Regions from separate parts of the Drosophila melanogaster genome. Here region 1 is linked to region 2. Evidence: chromatin contacts called from public Hi-C data. All regions are on one chromosome and are shown on one strand. The core of a region is the stretch at or near the end of the contact, and the rest is flanking DNA. Distances in the headings are between cores, read along the strand shown.

The links. A called contact is a pair of places that touch in the nucleus more often than the background predicts.
Region 1: a contact with region 2 is called in a Hi-C map of the Kc167 cell line, with 2.2 times the contacts expected there. The contact joins the promoter of ppan here to the promoter of ninaE in region 2. A contact is called at or near these places in 5 of 107 Hi-C or Micro-C datasets (the Kc167 cell line, the S2 cell line, embryo and 1 more).

The regions. Positions count from the first base shown.
Region 1 is chr3R:21,112,042-21,118,587 of dm6, reverse strand. It overlaps ppan (peter pan), which reads right to left and starts at 2,334. Exons shown (of 4, transcript NM_057631.6): 1 at 1,955-2,334; 2 at 1,528-1,892; 3 at 1,044-1,471; 4 at 689-992. The coding sequence starts at 2,284. The coding sequence ends at 733. It overlaps Rab11 (Rab11,), which reads right to left. Exons shown (of 4, transcript NM_134310.3): 2 at 4,521-4,642; 3 at 3,487-3,835; 4 at 2,442-3,337. The coding sequence ends at 3,204. It overlaps Bdbt (Bride of doubletime), which reads left to right. Exons shown (of 1, transcript NM_142686.3): 1 at 1-731. The coding sequence ends at 664.
Region 2 is chr3R:19,883,918-19,890,603 of dm6, reverse strand. ninaE (neither inactivation nor afterpotential E) reads left to right here and starts at 2,398. Exons shown (of 5, transcript NM_079683.3): 1 at 2,398-2,581; 2 at 2,645-3,205; 3 at 3,381-3,528; 4 at 3,587-3,864; 5 at 3,933-4,349. The coding sequence starts at 2,574. The coding sequence ends at 4,059. It overlaps Ask1 (Apoptotic signal-regulating kinase 1), which reads right to left. Exons shown (of 9, transcript NM_206518.2): 7 at 5,509-6,408; 8 at 5,176-5,448; 9 at 4,574-5,110. The coding sequence ends at 4,873.

The DNA.
Region 1 (6,546 bases), core at 1,085-3,584, 1.2 Mb before region 2:
AAAGCACAGCCTGGAAATGGGCACCAGCCTGACCGCAGTGGACTGCTACTTGGAGCTGCTGCTGCAGCAATTTGTGCCGGGTGAAACGGCAGCCTGTAGCATCACGACCAAAACCGGCGAACGAATAGAATTTGAACTGAAGCTGGAGAAAATTGTGAAGAACACTCAGGTGGAGAAGCTAAGCGCTGCAGAGATCTATGAGGTGGCACTACGTCTCAAGGAAAGCGGCGTGGCCACCTTTAAGACGTTCCCGAAATTCGCCTTTGATTACTTTGTGCGTGCCGCAAAGTTGCTGATCACCTACAAACCCTTCGATAAACTGACCAAAAAGACCAATGGCATCAACGGCCAGGCGGTGGAGGAGCTCTTTATTCAGATACAGACCAACCTGGCCGCCTGTTTGCTGCAGGAGAAACGCTATGAGCATGTAATCTACCACACGCAGTTTGTGGAGACGGAGGAGAGTCCCAGCGAGAAGAGCATCTACCGGCGTGCACTCGCCTACTATCACCTGAAGGAGTTCGCCAAGGCGCAAGCCACCATCGAGCGAATGCCCAACTACGAGGAGAAGCGAGAGTTCAGCAAGCTGCGCGACAACATCGCTGTTAGCTGGAAGGATAGCAAGGCCCATTACAAGGAGGTGGTGCAACGTATGTTTAGTTAGTTCCCATTGATAACATTGCGATGTCGTGTTAACCAATGGTCTTTATAAAATAGCTTATGTTAAATGTACTACTTTGATTTTCTACTCTTTCTGTGGTCAAACTTGGCGCGCTTGTTTTTGGGATCGAACTTGGCTCTCCTGTTCTTGGGGTCGAATTTGTCCTTCTTGTCCTTGCGATCGAACTTGTCCTTACGATCGTACTTGTCCGTGCGCTCAGATTTGTCATTCTTGTCCTTGGTATCCAGTTTAGCGCGCTTGTTCTTGTATTTCATTCCGCCGCCCAAACTAGGCCGCTTTCGGGAGGACTTCGCTTCCATTTTGAACAGTTCTGCAAAGGAAACATTAGTTTATATTCTACGCAGCATGTAGCACAACTCACCTTCGTCTGGTTCCTCGCCGACTTCCTCCTTGTAGTACTCTGCATCATCCTCGGGATCGCTGTCAGTCCGTCCCTCTGCCGCCCTCTTGGCAGCCCATTTTTCATCCTTCTTAAGCTTCAAGTTGCGGGCACGGTTCTCTGCCTGCTCCTTCTTGCGCTGCTCCTTCTGCTTTCGCTTCTTTTCGACCAGCTTGCGCAGGGTTTCCTTTTCGTCCTCTGTCTTGACCACATGGTCGTGATACAGTACTTCGCCCGTCAGAAGGCCCTCTTCTATTTTGATGAGCTGCATGGTTAGTCGAGGTCCGATCTCGTGTAGCTTTATGGAGCTCTTTTTGTCCTCCAAGTTGCCCTTGCTTTTAAGAGTCTGTGCCAGCACCACATGTGATTGCTCATCATCTTCGGCCTCTGATTCGGAGGCATAGCCGTCCCTGAAAATCAATATTATGATTATTTGATGGAATGAGAACAAACGGTCATTTCCTACTTGGTCACAAAGTCCACGACTTCGTTGCACTTGCCCAGATTGGGTACCGTTCCTTTGACGATTTTCTGGACCGCCCGCTTTAAGCCAACCGGCACCACCTGCACGGAGTAGTGCCGCATCTCGACCAGCTTCGTGTCCGGATTGTAGGAGAACAGGACGCAGCGACGAATGGTGCCGATATTAACCGTGGCCAAGTTAATTGAGGGGAACATGTTTTGGAACGTGGTGGCCATCAGCTTAAGGTGCTTGCCATCGCCACTGAAGTTGTTCATGATGACGAGCGGAGCGTGCTTGAAGTGATCGTTGTCAATCATCTGCTTTTTGCTTAGCGAGATCACATCTCTGGCCAGGGTGAACTGGTGAACCTGACAGAGAATAACTTCGCGGTAAAATATCCAGTATAAACTAAGCGATGAAACAAACAAACCTTGAAAGTCAGGGAAGGACCGCGCGGCAAGCGGACCACTTTGAAGGACAGCTGCGTGGAGGCCTTGTTGAAGATGCCCATGTGCGAGACGTGGAAGAAGCTGCTCAGGCTGACAAAGTCCTTGATGCGGTTCATCCGCTTCTCGCGCAGATTGCTGGCCGTAAAGGGCTCCATAATGCGGCGGAAGTCCAGGGTGAGGTCCGTGATGTACGGACAGGCGAGGCCGCGATGGATGACGAAGGAGTGCGGCGCCTCCACGATCTCGCTCGGCTCGCTGGCCTTGAAGGCCGCCGTGCGCGTCTTCGGATGCACTTTCTTCTTACCGCCCATGTTTCAATGTTTTTGTTCACTTTTCTCCCGCACGTGTATGGATCAGTGTGGCTGCTCGCGCGGAAAATACCAAACACCCACTCCGACGTCTGCCTTTGGTCACTCTAATCCCATTTTAAATTTCGATTTTCCGCCCAATTGAAAGCACTTCTGTTTTATTTAAATTATATTTATTTAATCACACTTAACATAGCAAACACAAATGATGTTATTTCGTTTCATTTATGCATTTAAAGTTTTACAACTGTTTTTGTTTGATTTCTCTTTATCAGCTAGTTTTACCAAGTGGCCAATCGTTTAAAATGTTGCGAGAAACCGAAGAAGAAAATCCGAGCTGCAGTGCTGTGGTAATGAATTTGCGTTTAAGTCGAAGAATTTCCGGTTGTTTGTTGTTGTTCTGCTCGCGAAATTACAACTATATATTTATGTTGCGAAAAATTAATAATATTAATATTTTAATATTAGCATATATGTATATTTATATAAATTATAGTTCTACAGCTTAAACTGAATTTGGAGTGTTTAGTTTTGCTTGCTTTCTTTCCGCGGCGGTCGATTTATGCGATACTCATGGATCTGTATATATATAAAACTTCAGTTTAAACCGCAGTTAACTACAGCCGGATGTTGTTGCTTTCGATTCTTTTGCTGCTGCTGCTGCTTCTGATGATGGTGGTGGTGTTGGTGGTGGAGAGTGGCGGCTCAGATTTGAATTATCAATTTATGCGCACATGACAAACTGTGGCTGACAAACGCATAGACATCTTGTGCGGTCCATCGGGTGTACGCTGCTCCTGATCTTGGTGTTGCAGTTCTGGCCGCTGCTGCTCCTCTTGTAGTCGTAGTTGTAATTGCTGTTGCTTCTGTTTATGTTGCTGTTCTGGCGGTTGCGGGGAATAGCGAAAATTGCTTGGGGCGGTCACTGACAGCACTGTTTGCGCACATCGGCGGTGACAGTCGGCTTTACGTCGATGGGCTCCACGTTCGACGGGCGGATGACGTCGCCTTCCGGCGGATCTCTGATCTGTTTCTGCGACACAATGCGATAGATCTCTGAAACGGGATTACGAGACATCATTAGTCGTGCTTCGTTATCATTAATCTATTGACTTTCAATGAAGCGTTTAATCTACAGTATTTAAATATTCTTAAACGATCGATAATTTGAAAGCAGACTAGCTAAAATATCCTGAACGACCCACCTGTGAGTATGTTCTGGAATGCCGTTTCAACGTTCGTTGAGTCGAGGGCCGAGGTTTCTATGAAACTCAAGCCGTTGCGCTCGGCAAACAGCTTCGCCTCGTCCGTGGGCACGGAGCGCAAGTGCCGCAAGTCGGACTTGTTGCCCACCAGCATGATGACGATGTTCTGGTCGGCATGGTCGCGCAATTCCCGCAGCCACCGCTCCACGTTCTCGTAGGTCAGATGCTTGGCAATGTCATAGACGAGCAGGGCCCCCACGGCACCGCGGTAGTAGGCAGAGGTGATGGCGCGATAACGCTCCTGGCCGGCCGTATCCCAGATTTGCGCTTTAATTGTTTTGCCATCGACCTGCGTTGGATGCACAAGAAGGATGAAACAAAGGACAGCATTAGAATGGTGCCAGTAATTGGCAATTTCGCCACGAAATGCCTGCGGCGCATTCGCTTTGAAAATTAATATACAAGCACTGGCATTCAGTATTCACACATAACCAACATAAATTAGAGCTTATGGATAAGCTTTTAACTCTAGTAAGAGAACCCAATTTTTGAAATTTCTTACACTAGTTAGAAAAAACGCAAGTAGCGTAAGTTATATTCATTGAACCCATTTGATATACTAAATATTAAGATGACCTACTAAGCTACTTCGAAAAGATGGCACAAAGTATTGTTTAACACAAATCCTTATACATACGTAATATATAATTGTTATTGACCACATAAATTTATTATTTCAGCACAAGTGACAACTATGATGTCAACATTTTGGCTAATCCCGTAGGATGGCTTTTGAAATTATGCAAGAAAGCCAATTGGCAATCCATTATTTAGTGAAATTCTCGACACTTACTCAAATTGAACAAACTTTTCCCCCCAATTTTCCGATAGACGCCTCAACTACGTGTCCTCCCACCGAAACGCACACGCAAGTTCACCCGTGACTTCCCCCACTGTGGGTGCGGTGCGGTAGATGTGTGGGGGTGGAGCTCCATGGGCCACTCCACCCTCGAATTCTTGGCCAGCGTACTCACCTCTATGCTGCGCGTTGCAAACTCAACGCCAATCGTCGACTTGGACTCCAAGTTGAATTCATTGCGCGTGAAACGTGAGAGCAAATTACTTTTGCCAACACCGGAGTCACCGATAAGGACAACTGCAAAGGATTAGAGGGAATTAGTGACATCGACATTGGCATTGGATAATCGAAGACCCCCAGTTGCATAATTTATGTGGGTGTGTGGTGTGGCGTGGCGTGGCATGGCCCCTGTCTTGTGTTTTACGGCCGGACAGAATGGTCGCTGGTGGCCCGGCTAGGTCATGTCCTCCTTTCGCCGCTGGCACGGCGCACCAAGGTCAGCGAGTACATAAAACCGCCATGCTCGGGGGATTTCAGGCCATGGAAAGAAATGTTTTATGATTGGGCCAGTCGACGTTAGGGAGTTCGTGTTATTGTGCTTCATTGCCGATAGCAAACATTTCTTGGATAATTGAGTGGCGGATATTTGAGGGAGCAAACAAGCATCCCAAGTTGATATGCTACCCGATAAAAACTATCCACTGACCTTTTTACGACTCCATTTCTTTTTGATAAACTTTCTTATGTGCGGCCAGAGTTGTTGGCTATAATATATATTAACTGATATCTAGACACTGTGTTTACTGACTGTCTGTCTATTAGTTTCCATTTTTGACACCCTTTTCGGACATTGTTGATTCAGCATGTTTGCTAATCCATTCAGAAAACAACAACTATAACTCATCAAACACCTTTTCGCTCTATCGCTATGGTCATCGCTGCACGGAGAAAATTCAAATAGTAAAATGGTATCATATGAACACTGATTCTTGAGTTCGAAGTTTCGATTGCAATGCCATTAAGATAGGAACTAAATATTTGAAACGACTTTTGAGCTAAGTCCAAGTTTTTGACTTAATTTAGATAGCTAAATTAGAGGGTATAGGGTTTTCTTTCAGTGTGGACAGCTGGGAGCAGCGTGGTTACAGTTATCAGCGAGAGAGCTGAGTCACTTTGTTTTCTACTCTCTTTCTCAGCGCTAATAACGATCTTTAAAGAGAAATTGCACTTAGTTAAGCGGATGCGATGAGAAATTAAAAGGGGAGGAGTGGTAATCGACGGTCATTACTTAGTAGTGGGATTGGCTCGAATAACCCGAAACGGCCCATTTTCAGTTATGTGATTATGCGCTTATCGGTGAGTGGAATTCTTCAGCAGTTATTGGCTGTGAGTCATGTCCGTTTAATATTGTTTCATGTGTGAAATTTGAGGCCTCATCATGCATACCGCACACTGACGCATTATTATGATGACTTTTTTTTTAACTTTTTGTATACTTGACCCAAAAAATACGGCAGATTAAGTTTTAAATATTTTTTTAATGACATTCAACAGTTGCTCAGCTGTGATAGCTAGCAGAGATTTCCAAGCGCAATTGGAATTTATGGCGTAGTAGCAAACGAAGGGAACAAAGAAGAGCTGAGAATTTGTGACCTCTGTTCATACATATCTACACATAAACGGGGGAAGATGCGGGATAAAAGTCTTGTTTTCTACCTGCAAATACATCATTTTGCTCTACTGTGCTTCAAACTTTCAATCGAGAGCGGGTGAAAAAGAGAGCGCGCGTGAGAGAGAGCTACTAAACGAAGTTACAAGAAACCATTGCAAAAGCCAGCTGTACAGAAATCATAATACCCACACTCTCGCTCTATTTACTGGATATCTAATCACTTTAGCATTTCGAGTGGGTGGGCAAGCCTTAAACCTACTTTACAGAGCGAGCGATTATAAATACGATCTGCTTGGCTTTTGTATGCAACGTGGCGAGACCAACGGCACTGTAATGACAAAACAAGCAGTTAACGGCAAAGTACGCGTACTCCAGTCCGAAAGAGTACCCCAAAGAGATGGAGATAGGCAGAGTGAGAGCGGGAGAGCCACCAAAGGGCATCCAACTGCAGCAGTAGCAACAACAACAAACTCGGGGGGCGTACTTCTTATTTTGGGAATTAATGACACTCACGCAAACAAACACACCA
Region 2 (6,686 bases), core at 1,149-3,648:
GAATCAGAGCTGAGCCGATCGACGGAAAAAGACGCTGACTAATCGGCTGGGAAATCCGCCAGATCGGATTAAGCTCATTTCGAAGGGAGCGGCAATACTGGACCGCAGGGTTCAAGGTTTTGGGTGTAAAAATACAATTTTCCCTTAATTTAACGTTATATGTGGAATATAATTTGCTTGGGAAAAAGGCATTATATAATATATACACCAATGGTTTTTTTGTTGGAAGAGATATTTATATCATAGAGAAAGCTATTTTAAAAATTTTTTAAGTAATTAGTAAAATTTTACTATTCTAAAAAATAATTAAATAAACAAAAAAATATAACGAACAATGTCTATAATTGTTATATTACATTCAGTTTTAATTAAAAGCTATAAAAGAGCTAAAAGTACAGCTCAGCAGCAGTGAGAGAGTAGGAGAGCGGCGCCCGAAAAGATCCATTACTTTGGCGTTCTTTGAGCAGCCGCTCCATCATCCTCTCGCTCTCTCTCTCTGCGCTCTCACCTACCCCCACACGACGGCGCAGCGGCAGCGACGTCGGCAGAACACTTGCCGCCGTTTACCCACTCACACGCACACTCACACACGCGTCACTCACACTGGCGAGCGCGAATCCATTGTCGAACATAAAAATACAAAAATCAAATCATAGGTGTTTGTTAATTATACACTGTGCCCTGGAGCCAGGGTGTCACGGTTCGTTTGAGAAGTTTGGACATGTCACGTAAATACCAGGTATTATAATAAAACGCTATTATTTGAATATAATAATAATATTATATTATAAGCATATTATATTATACTTACTTATACTTTACTTACTTATTAAATTCGTGAAATATACAGAGCATACTTTCAGGTACATACACCCCGAACTCAAATCTTTATCGTTATCAATACACGATCAACATAAATGTATTATTGTCGTATTAAATATTACAGAGAAGGGCATTCAAAGTGCCGGGTAAGTTTGGTTCTGCCTCTCTAGTTTCAAATTTGCCCGCCTCATTGAGCAGGAAAACAACAAATTCCCCAACAATAACAACGTCTACGGATCGCAGCGTTTATCTCGCTTATTTGCTAATGCTAAATGATCGTCTTCTTCCCCGCCTTCGGCGGCCTTCTTCCACTTCACATCGCAATGTTTGTTGCAAGTTGGCTTGTCCATATGTCTCTGTTGTTGCTATACCCATTTCGTTACTTGGCTTTTATGTTTGGGCCATCTAGCAGGTGGGCGGGGGACTTTTGTTGTTTAGCGAAACCCGAAAATGCCGAATAAATTGAAATGCGATTCATGGTTTATACCCAGATTATTTGTATATATGCATACACAGAACTGTAGGTAAATACGTAAGTATGGGAACCGCAAGTGCGGCTAACGATGACGCCAATATAATGATCATGATGATCAAATTGATGGTAATGATAATGGCGATATGAGCGCAGCTTCCGGTTTTGCGCCTCGGTATTTTTGTTAGTTTTTTGCGCTGGCTAACTTTATATGAATATTTATTACCTGCGCTTTTTTTGTATTGTTTTGCGGTGTGTAATTGATTTAAACCGAAAGATCTGCCGACATGTGTCGACTGTCACACCAGCTGACAGTTATTTCGGTTTAGTTCCATATTTGGGTTGGGCGCAAAGCGTGGCATCCCATTTGGCCATTTGGATTAGCCTAAAACTTGACCCAATTCAAGCTGATGTGTTGAGCCATCGCACAAAGGCGAACAAAAGGCTTTTATGCCAAAGCTGGACTGACAAAATAAAATCCAAGCTGCCCACACCAAAAAGAAAAGAAACAAAACATGTTCGGAAAATTCAATGGAGGTGCGAAAAGATCAATCAGCACAAAAAATCCATAAGCGGCTTAGCGTCTGGGGTGTTCATATTCTTAATTTAAATAGATTATTTTACTACTTCCAAAAGCTGGCATTCTTTTTAAGATAATCCAAGATTAGCAGAGCCCTCAAGATGTGCGTTCATCGGCGCACACACTGCGTATACTTGATTGCGCATACGCACTGGTGTCGCAGGCGAACGATACTGATATTTCTTCTGCTACGATATGTTTTCATAATATTCTTCAAATTTGTCTAGGCATTGACACATTAAATCGCTGACTTTCGCCATTGCTTTCTGCACAATCTGGAGACTCAAGAATAATACTCGGCCAGAACCCCCAGTGGAAACCCTTGAAATGCCTTTAACTATTGACATTGGCCCATTGCGATGTGCGCTTGCTTTCGTTATGGATATTATGATTATAAGCCAAAAGCTGTCGACACTTTCCTCTGCACATTGCAGACATATTTTTAGGCTGGCCTAATTGAATTTCAAGAGCAGGGGTTACACGAGCACCGCGAAAACTATAAAAGCCATGCGGCAGAATGCAGACATTGCAGGTTTCCAACGACCAATCGCCGCGACTAGTCCGCCCCAGTGAAATATTCAGAATCCAGGAACCCTTTATGTAAAAAGTGTTAGAAATATTGTTAGTGAATTTGCAGCTTTTTATGTAGACAGTGTGATATAGGCGGGATATAGTGACGCAGCCAGTAACCAAAACACAATGGAGAGGTACGATCGGTGGATCCACTGGATGTTCTGGTTAGCAATTTAACATTTGCTTCGGTGTTGCAGCTTTGCAGTAGCAGCCGCGCAACTGGGGCCACACTTTGCCCCCCTGTCCAATGGATCGGTGGTGGACAAGGTCACGCCCGACATGGCCCACCTGATCAGCCCGTACTGGAACCAGTTCCCCGCCATGGACCCCATTTGGGCCAAGATCCTGACCGCCTACATGATCATGATCGGCATGATTTCCTGGTGCGGAAATGGCGTGGTGATCTACATATTCGCCACCACCAAATCACTGCGCACGCCCGCTAACCTGCTGGTCATCAACCTGGCCATCTCCGACTTTGGCATCATGATCACAAACACGCCCATGATGGGCATAAATCTGTATTTCGAGACCTGGGTGCTCGGACCCATGATGTGCGACATATACGCCGGACTGGGCTCGGCCTTTGGCTGCAGCTCCATCTGGTCCATGTGCATGATCTCCCTGGATCGCTACCAAGTGATCGTCAAGGGCATGGCCGGCCGGCCGATGACCATTCCGCTGGCCCTGGGCAAGATTGCCTACATCTGGTTCATGTCGAGCATTTGGTGCCTGGCGCCCGCCTTCGGCTGGAGCAGGTGAGTCCTTGAAATGGTAAACCTTCTGGGAACCCATTTTTTAAAAAATGATCAAAGCTACTATATACAAATGTTTAAAAACTTAAATTACAAACAAAAGGTTTACAAATTACAATTGTATTAATATTATTACCACCTAACATTATCCTATAAATATATATTCTTAATCTAAAAGGTATGTGCCGGAGGGTAACCTGACCTCGTGCGGTATTGACTACTTGGAACGCGACTGGAACCCACGCTCATACCTGATCTTCTACTCCATCTTCGTGTACTATATTCCGCTGTTCCTGATCTGCTACTCTTACTGGTTCATCATTGCTGTAAGTGGCGACGAGACTCGCATATCCCAGTCGCTTAACCCGATATATCCTCCCACAGGCTGTCTCCGCCCACGAGAAGGCCATGCGCGAGCAGGCCAAGAAGATGAATGTCAAGTCCCTCCGCTCCTCTGAGGATGCCGAGAAGAGCGCCGAGGGCAAGCTGGCCAAGGTGGCTCTGGTCACCATCACGCTGTGGTTCATGGCGTGGACACCATACCTGGTCATCAACTGCATGGGACTGTTCAAGTTCGAGGGCCTTACACCACTGAATACCATTTGGGGAGCTTGCTTCGCCAAATCGGCCGCCTGCTACAATCCAATTGTATACGGCATCAGGTTGGTTATGGGCTATGAAACGTATATACCTTAATATTTAACCAATTTTTTATTTTCATTCCGTATAGCCATCCGAAATATCGCCTGGCCCTCAAGGAGAAGTGTCCTTGCTGCGTCTTTGGCAAGGTCGACGATGGCAAATCGAGCGATGCCCAATCGCAGGCCACCGCCAGCGAGGCCGAGTCCAAGGCATAAATTCTTTGGCGCAACAACCAGAACAGCAACAACAACAACAAGAACATCTAACTACTTACAACAGCAACAACAACAGCAACAAAAACAACAGCAAGAACAACTGCAGCAACAGAACGAAACGCTTTCGAATAACATCAAAAACTTCAACAATAATGAAAAAATTATGCAACTTTCTTACATAACAAAAAGCAATGTAAACTCAGTTATTAAATTTCCTGCAATGTCAGTTAAGGACAAAAAAAAACTCAACAAAAAAAATAAATGCAAACGAACTAGAAAAGTTATAAATTAAAATGAGCCTTTTCAAAACATAGTATATCTAACAAAAGCAGCTTTTAGCGTGGAAAAACCCTAATGACGAACCTACAAAAGTTCGGATATCAACTTTCGGTTATCTTTCGCCTTTAAAGTTTGGAGAACCACAACAAATTTGAGTTTATTCATTCTTATATGTATAATAGTCTTCTTCAGAAGCTATAAATCCTTTCCAGTTAACAAGAAATACCCCTTTTTTGCAAAGCACTTCACAATATATTATCTATTTCAGTTTTTGTTTTCTTTTTTTTTTAAATTAAAGGCACTTATGTAAATTCCATTTTTATAAGTTAACATGCAATCGTTAAAACTGGACACACAGACAACGCCTTTTCGAACTCAAAGTTGAAAAGACATGAGTCAGCATGGGAGAACTTAACCCAGGGCTGCTGGAGACTCATTGAGCTGAGCCTCGCAGCGGTTAGTAGCACATGGAGAACATTAACAATTAATCAGTAGTATCTGTAAAGGCACAACTCAGAAAGCTTTCAACTCCAGTCACTCGCTGCACGAATCGTACTCGCTTTCGCTTTTCTTGATTTTCGTTTTGATGCCCGGCGTTCCGGGAGTTGTGGTTGTGGGTGATGGTAGCGTATTGTTGTTGTCAATAAGCGCAAAAGAGCTATTGCCTCCAATGGGTTTGTGGTAAGTGCTTGGTGGACTGTCCACACAATCGGACGAGGTGCACACACGTTCTTGTATAATGAGTTTCCACAAACGCACTTCGATGCCAACGCTGCAAAATACCAAAAGTTAGTTGAGCATGGATTAAGTGTACTTTTCTTATAAGCTTTAACGCACCGCAGACCCAGCCTCATGAGGTCCAGCTTTTCCATGTTATAGATAAAGTCGTCAAATGTAAAACCTTCATTCAGGATGAGCGTCTTTGAGAACTCGTCTATTTCCTGCTGGGTCAACCACTGCTCCAACTGCTCGTCTACTTCGTGAAGACCAAAGTGATGCTTGTTTAGCTGCCTCCGGGGATTGCCCGCTATATTCGGACGGACTCCGGACGTTCCGCCCACACTGGTACTCATTCTATGGCACTTTTTGTTAAAGCCGTTTATTGTGCGTCTGTTAAGATGAAATTGTGAATTATAATAAAATTTACAATGTCCTACTTGGTTTACCAACCTTAATCTCTTTCTGCCGCCCATGTAAATGTGAGCCAGCTCCTGACTGATATTATGCAGGGCCCTCATGCTCTGCCGCTGCTGCTCAAGGAGCTGGCGTTGCAGCTTCTGCTGATTGTCACGGATGTCTCTCAGGATGCGCGCGCACTCCATCGAACTGGACAGAGCATCCCCGCCCGATTCCGCAGGCGTTAATCCCACACCTTCGCGAGTGTTGCTCGTGGGAAGAACTTTTTCCAGGCTCTGCTTTTCCTGGCTCTCGGTGGAACCCTTCTGCATTAGACTTGTACGCAAGCTCTCATCATCATTTCCAGACAGGTCTTTGTCCGCCAGATTGGCGCCCAGTTCAGGAGAGAAAATAGTGACCGCCGCCTGGACGGCCCGCTTAACCAGATTATCCAATGCGAACATCCAATGGGGTTTGATGCAATGGTACCGCAGTACGCAGACCACGGCGTCCTGAAAGGAGTACAGCGCCAAATGAAGATGGTCCAGAGCAACTGCGTCGTTGTTCAGCTTTTGTTTCAGTTCGTTGATAGTCGCTTCCAAATGCTTTTCGTTTTCGTTCATAATGTAGTCCCGCAGTCCTCGGATTAGAACCTCCAAATCGCTTTTCCTAATCGCAATCGAGTTCTGATCAGCGTCGACCTTCTTCAGCCAAATATCGCAGATCTTGGATTCGTCTAGTGCCAGCACCTTGGAAAGCGTTGTCCGCCTCTGCGAATCCTTTTTAAGCCTGTAAAAACCGTCAGTCTCGCTCGTCTCACTAATGCTCGTACGCAAGGACGGCGTGGAAGGTTCAATCTCTGGCGAGAGCAAAAATCCATGGGAATTTCGCCGTTCAAGCATAAACTGGTTGCTGGGCAGCTCGTCAATGTCCACCGAGGATGAATGCGTTATGCTGAAATAGGAAACAGAAAGTACAATATAAAATTACGTTTATTTTACAATACATCAAGTGCTATCTCTTCTCAGTATCAAAATCCGAGTGCGCATTTTCCAATCATTAAATATGCACTTTACTGATAGCAACAATCAATGTGTTAACTACACGATAAGCAAAGGCACTTGTTACTCTTATAATAGTAGACGATATGGGAAAATATAGAGAAGCACGGAAAAATTTTTATATTCATTAAAATTAGCAAAATATAAATGATAATTTTCAACAGATAAGAT